2 separate regions of the Rattus norvegicus genome follow, and region 1 is linked to region 2. A link is a contact called in public Hi-C data. All regions are on one chromosome and are shown on one strand. The core of a region is the stretch at or near the end of the contact, and the rest is flanking DNA. Distances in the headings are between cores, read along the strand shown. Region 1 has its middle 38 kb from the start of Ddx1. Region 2 has its middle 28 kb from the start of Mycn.

Region 1 (3,177 bases), core at 472-2,971, 240 kb before region 2:
TTTTTTAACTTTACTTGATGTATGTACATATTTTACGAGCCTGGTACCTGTGGAGCTCTCAGGATGACGTTGTATCCCCTGGAACTGGATTTACAAATGAGCCAACATATGAGTGCTGGAACCAAACCCAGGTCCTTTGCAAGAGCAACAACTGCTCTGAAGTGCTGAGCCGTCTCACTAGCTGTTATAGCTTCTGCTATCAGTGAATACCTGCTTAGGTGCTGGAAGCAGAACCGAGTCACCAACTCAAGAGCATCCTCTGCTGGGGCCATTTAAATCTGTGACAGGAATCCATTTGGTTTCTACGATTGAATGCATGGTTAAACTTACACTTACTGTTGTATGCTTATCAATCTGTGTCAAACCCACCCAAGAAAATGAGATAGGCCTCTACTAATTAAATCCAACCTAAGATGGGCACTCAAAGTCCTCTACAATTTATTTCCAAACCTTCCTCCTTAAATCCTCTCAGTTCATACCAGCCACCTGGTCTTCTCACCCCCACCCCATGTAAAAGCAACTGGTAACACTTATTGGTCTATACTGTGAACTTAGCAGCATTCTACGTGCCCATTCTGGTTCAGTCCTAAAACCCAGAAGCTAGGTTACCTACACCTTTCCCTCCTAAAGGCGAGGAAGCCTAAGCACCGAGAGGGTAGCTATTAGTAATGGCACTGTGACTGCCTTTATTCTTGTTCGGCTGCCTGCTGGGAGAGCTTCCCACCTTCTTGACTGTCAAGATCTTACCCAGTGTCGGAGCCCTGAGTCATCCTATCCACCCCCTTGAGTGCAAAGTCAGCCCTGGAGTGCCACCTAGAAGCCAGATGTTTTGTATTCTGACTCGTGTAAGAGCCAGGCTATCCTTTTGTCAGGTAAGGAGCCTGAGGCCCAAGAGTCGTGGATGTTGAGTTTCTCAAGCCCTGGAAGGTAGGTTTTCCTGCTGGGCCCCTCCAGGAAAACCTCTGCTCATCTCTTTGTCTCCCCTACACATTATAAGTTAACTCAAAACTCCCTAAAACTGGCACACACCTATTCCAGGAGGATCAAGGTGCTCCTAGTGCAGTGGTTCTCAACCTGTGGGTCACTAAAGGGATCGCATATCAGACATTTATATTACAGTTCGTAACAGAAGCAACACTACAGTTCTGAAGTAGCAACGAAATGATTTTATAGTTGGGGGGTCACCACAGCATCAGGAACTGTATTAAAAAGTTGCAGCATCAGGGAAGCTGAGACCCATGCTCGAGCGAAAGGCCTCTGAGCTACACTACCTCTCTACAGTGTGCAGACATCCTCACGTTATGGGGCATTTTCCAACTGACGGGACTCTTCTGCTGAGGTGATAGACACGGAGACCTCCAACAGAAAAACACCAAGAGGCCTTTCACTCCAAGCAGGAAACAATATCCCACAGTCTTAATAACCCCAACAGAATGAGAGAATAGACCACTTTCAGTAGAAAAATACAGCTTTTTTAGCTTTCTCAAGAAAACCTTTGACCAAAATCTGAGCATGATTTTGAGCATATGGGCCCCAAATTCCAATTTGCTATGGCTGAGATTTCACTGGTACGATGGACCGACACACTCGCAAGAAATATGTGAATTCATCATGGCTATTTTTGCAGCGCTGAAGCTGGCACACTTCCAAGTTGAGAACTTTCTGCTTTAGCAGCTCTCGGTTATTTGAGGCTGGATGACTCACTTAGTGTTACATCCTCTTGTTTTCCTCCCCTGGGCCCCTCCCACCTAAGAGGGCTGGCAGGGGCAGGGAGGGTTATGAAACCCAAGCTGCTATCTATCGAGGACCGCACTTCTTGTCAGCTTTTGTTAATGCTTTGTTGGGAACTACGCTTTCTGCTTCTCCTCAATCCCCTCCCTACTAGGCAAGTCACCTCTGCCTTTATGTGTGCTCCAAACCTTTTGTTCCTTCTGTTCCTAGAGTGTACATTTCCTGCATTTTATTTACCTGCTTAGACATAGTGCCTCTTGCTGCAGAGAGAAGGGTGTTTAAAGCAGGCCTGCTTTCAGGATCCTCTGGACCCATGACACAGTCTGACTAGCAGGCATTTGTTAAACTGGGAAAAGAAAGGGAGGAGAGGGGAGTAGGTAAGTGACAAGACCCTCCCATGAGAACCAGCTAGCACAGTTAGGATGAGAAGTTAGAATCTGTTAGCTTGTTTTGTTTTGTTTTGTTTTGTTTTTTTAAGACGGGAGATAGGCATATCTTGGAAATTAGTCTGTAGCGAATACAGGGCTGAGCCTCGACTATTTCCCTCAGACTAAAGCCGTGTTGATGGAACTCAAAACCAGCCAGCTACCCTGCAGAACCAGCTACTGGGAGGAAATCTTTCTTCCCACCACTGTGCACTGCCAGTCATCCAGAGGCACTGCAGCAGTGCTCACTGTGCAGGCTGTGTCTTGGTTTTCTGCCTGCCTGCCTATCTGTCTGTCCATCCACCAACCCATTCATCTGTCTGTCTATCTATCTATCTACCTATCTATCTATCTATCTATCTATCTATCTATCTATCTATCTATCGCTATCCTGGAACTTGTTCTGTAGACCAGACTGGCCTTGAACTCACAGATCTGTTCGCCACTACCTACCCAGTGCTAGAATTAAAGGCATGCACTACCACCCAGAGTATTTTTTAATTCTTTACCCCTTTGTGAAGCAGGAATAGTTATTGTCCTTTAAGGAAACCGTGGTTTAAAGTAACAAAGGTAACCACTCAAGAATACTATTTAGATACTCCAATACCTGGTTTTCAACAGGAATCAGAAAGACTTAATTGTAAAGGAATATAAGCTGAGAAGACTCAATCTTTAGAGGCCCCAACAGCAGAATACACATCCCTCTAGTGCGCAGAGAGCATCCCCCAGGATGCGGTAGTCCATAAACAAGCCTCAGTGTGCTTACAAGAACTAGAGCCACACAGGCACCAAACACACTGAAATGAACTTGGAAGTCAAGAACAGAAAGCATGGACATAGTAGCAAGCACAGGGAAGAAATGGAGCCAACGCGTCAAAGAAGACCTCCTGAGAGGAGTTAGAAACTGCTCTGAGAAAGGTGAAAGCTGAAGTGGTGCTTAGAGGGAAATTTATAGCCGGGAATCATTGCATTAAAGGGGGGAAAGAGGGGAGGTAGGAGATGCACCTGCTGTTCTTACAGA
Region 2 (3,264 bases), core at 235-2,734:
TGTCTAACTTGCAGGCTACCAAAAAGATTTCCTAGCTGTCACACTTGGCTCTTATGATCCATCTCCCTCAGTGCTCCCGTTGTCTACTCCGGGTCAACAGTTCTCATCCTAGACATTCAACCGCACTGTCCTTCTCTCATACCAACACCTGAATTAGTGTACCCCACACCAGCTCCTTTCTGTATACTCCAGCCACACCCACCATGGAATTTTCAGCTAAGTACATAGCATTCTGGTGCTGTCAGTGGACGTTCATGGTCAGTTGGCTAGTGAGGTCTAACTCCATGGAATTAGGTCTTTCTTAGGATCTGCTTCTTTGAATGGTGTGGATGCCAAGCTCCCTTAACAGTCAATTTACTGAAGAATCTCCCTGTGATATCAGAGTATCAAAGTAGTGAACTTGACCTCCGGAAGATGAACTCTGCTTTGACAACATTCGAACTGCTAATCTCCTGGGCTATATTTGTTAGTTTTCTCATCACTGTGGCAAAAACATTCGGGAGTGGGTGGGGGAGCAACTCAAGGATTAGAAAAGCATTTGGCTTGGCTCACAGTTTGAAGCCAGAGATGTCATGGTGGTGGGAAGATGAAGCAGCAGGTCACGTTGGATCCACAGTCAGGAAGCAGAGATTCATGAATGCTGGTTCTCAGCTCACTTTCTCCCCTTTATTTAGTCTAGCCCATATTCGAGGTGAGTCTTGCCACTTCAACCCAATTTAGAAAACCCCTCATGTGCACATTTGCCTCCATAAATCCTACCGAATCCACGATCATAATTAGTGACCCCAGAGAGGAAGAACTTGGGATAACTTCTGAGTTATCCCAAACTAGAGAATGGAGGTGGGGCTTCTGCAGCCTCATATAGCCTCTGTCAGTCATGGGGACTGCCTTGTCTGGGGTGTAACCTGGAGTGTTGCACCTGCCTCCAGGCAAGAGCAGTGTCCAGGGAGGAGGCCCGCTATGGGCATGAGCTTCGTGTTGTCTGTCAGCTGGCAGCAGTGCTGGAAGCTAGAGCAATAAGATCTTTCCGGTCATCTGGGAGTTGTAGAGAGAGTATAAGGGGCAGTCACCACAGCCCCCACTTCCAGACTTGTAGAAGAGAACAATTAACTTCTTTTCCCTAGGCATGTGTGGAATCAACATCTGGATGCCTCGAGCCAGAGGCCCATTACAAGTAGCAAAAGAATTTGGACAGGATGCATTTAATCTTGAGTTAATGGTACAGTGCTCTGCCAAGAAAAACCTCTCAGCTTCAACATATTTTACTGAGAAAAACTGTTATTGTCAGGTACAGGGGAAATTCTTCCTCCCTTTGGTTGCTCTGTCAGATGACACAGTTACTGGAGGGGACCACTGACCTGGTATGTTATCTCTTTCATCTGAGAGAGTCTCTCCCCCACAGACCCATCTCCCCAAAACCTGGCCATGAGCCCTGTGTAATTCTAGCCTCTGACAGCTGCAGGAGAAGGAAGAAAGGAGATTTGCAAACAGTCATTCTTTTAGAGGCCACGTTGCTAAACACTAGATACATTGGATTTCCCTGAACCCCCACCCCCTGCCCTCTCACTACCAGGGTAGAACGTATGTGGGAAATTCAGAGGGAATGCTCCGAGCCTGGTGTTCATTCTTACCCAGCCCCAACTCTGCAGCAAGTACGATGGTTGCTGTCAATAAAACCACTTTGCAGACGTAGATGGACTACACGTAGAAGGAGGATGGATGGTAAAATTATACTAATATTCTAGAACAGGAAATGTACATTCCTTGATGAAGCAACTTAACGGAGTCAGCGGGAGAATTGAGCTCGACTTTAAAGTTCAAGGGTTTTCCATCTACCATTATGTAGTGAAGCAACAGAGCGCAGTGAGGGTACATCCAAGCAATGAGGACGCCATTTAGGGCAAGCAGGAAGGCAGCAGTGAGGGCAGGGCTGCCACAACTTGAGAGTAACCCACCAATATCTGCTCCTCAGACAGGTCCTCCACACTCAGAGGATTTGGAGGAGCCACTATCAGCAGTCCAGAGCTGGGTGGAGTTTCTCCAGGTGGGACAAGAAAGGGCTACTTTGAGTCTTTGGCTCTCTGATCTCTGTCTCCATACACTGATTGTCTCCATACAAACAGAGAAGCTTTGCAGTCCCTTCTACCAGGCTTTTGTAGGGCCAGGCTAGGACTAAGAATAGGGTAGGGTGGGGTGGGATGGGATAGGAAAAGGGATGTGTGTCTACAACCCATCTTCAGTACAGAATCTCAATAGACATAATGGGGACTGGGAATGTAGTTGATTTGGAAGAGTCCTTGCCTAGAATACACAAAGTCCTTGGTACAATCTTAGCACCCAACAAAAACAGGTATGGTGATACATACTGTTCTCTAGTGCTGGTGTGTAATCCCAGCACTAGAGAAGTAGAGGCAGGAGGATCAGAAGTTCAAGGTGATCTTTGACTATGTATTGAATTCTAAGGACAGCCAGGGTTACATGGGACACTTTCTCAAACGACACAAATCACATGATGAAGTGTGGGTGTAGACTATTATACTGCCTTTGTCTTGATTATATTCAATGTCAGGATCAAAGCTTTTGGTCCCAGTCTACAAAGCTTTTCCAGCGAGGCTCAACCATTTTTCACTCAGTGATGTTGCTTGGGTTGGGTTTTCTGGCTAAAGAAAACAGGAATCAGAAAAGCTATTTGCCTTGCTCATAGTTTCTCCCAGCACCATATCCCAGGCCTCCTTTCAAATCCACTGTTCTTTCTGCCCCACATATCTCCATGGTATCTTAGCACAGTCAGGTAGGGCAGACCTAGGACAGGTACTGTATTGAACCACAGAGAATCTAAGTTTTGAGCTGAACTGTGTTTGCATCCTGGGCCTCCCCTTGGATAAGTCTGGGTTTAATGTGCTATTTCTAGCCCCAGCCTTCTCATCTGTAAAATGGGACCTAGCACTCTTGTGTAGGAAAGATAACTTTTTTATAGTTAAAGGATATGACAGTTACAAGGAAGTGGTCACAGCAGTAAAACCCTAACTAAGACACTGTCCTTCATCCTATTCTGTTGCTTTCTCCTTTTTCTGCCTCCGTGTCCCCTCACATGCAGTGTGTCTCTTGCTTTCTGCTTCTTCTGCCAAAGTTTGGCAGGCACATCATTCACCCAGTCTCTCTTTTGTTCGGGATTTAATGAGCACCTACCATGTTCTGGGCAGTGTGCTTCGCCATCAAGTTCAGTCAAGACAAACCAGAGAAATGTGTGATTTGGTTACAATG

What was found. Hi-C and Micro-C count contacts between places; a contact is called where the count stands out from the background.
Region 1: a contact with region 2 is called in a Hi-C map of the A7r5 cell line, with 4 times the contacts expected there. The contact joins two enhancer-like sites. A contact is called at or near these places in 2 of 12 Hi-C or Micro-C datasets (the A7r5 cell line and frontal cortex).

The regions. Positions count from the first base shown.
Region 1 is chr6:41,717,060-41,720,236 of GRCr8, reverse strand. No RefSeq gene overlaps it. Among named protein-coding and RNA genes, the nearest start is that of Ddx1, 38 kb to the left of the region's middle. Within about 2 kb of position 1,721, at least 21 of the 93 cell types and tissues checked have an H3K27ac peak or open chromatin away from gene starts, as enhancers often do. A contact at or near this core is called in the A7r5 cell line, where this site is marked.
Region 2 is chr6:41,479,306-41,482,569 of GRCr8, reverse strand. No RefSeq gene overlaps it. Among named protein-coding and RNA genes, the nearest start is that of Mycn, 28 kb to the right of the region's middle. Within about 2 kb of position 1,484, at least 7 of the 93 cell types and tissues checked have an H3K27ac peak or open chromatin away from gene starts, as enhancers often do. A contact at or near this core is called in the A7r5 cell line, where this site is marked.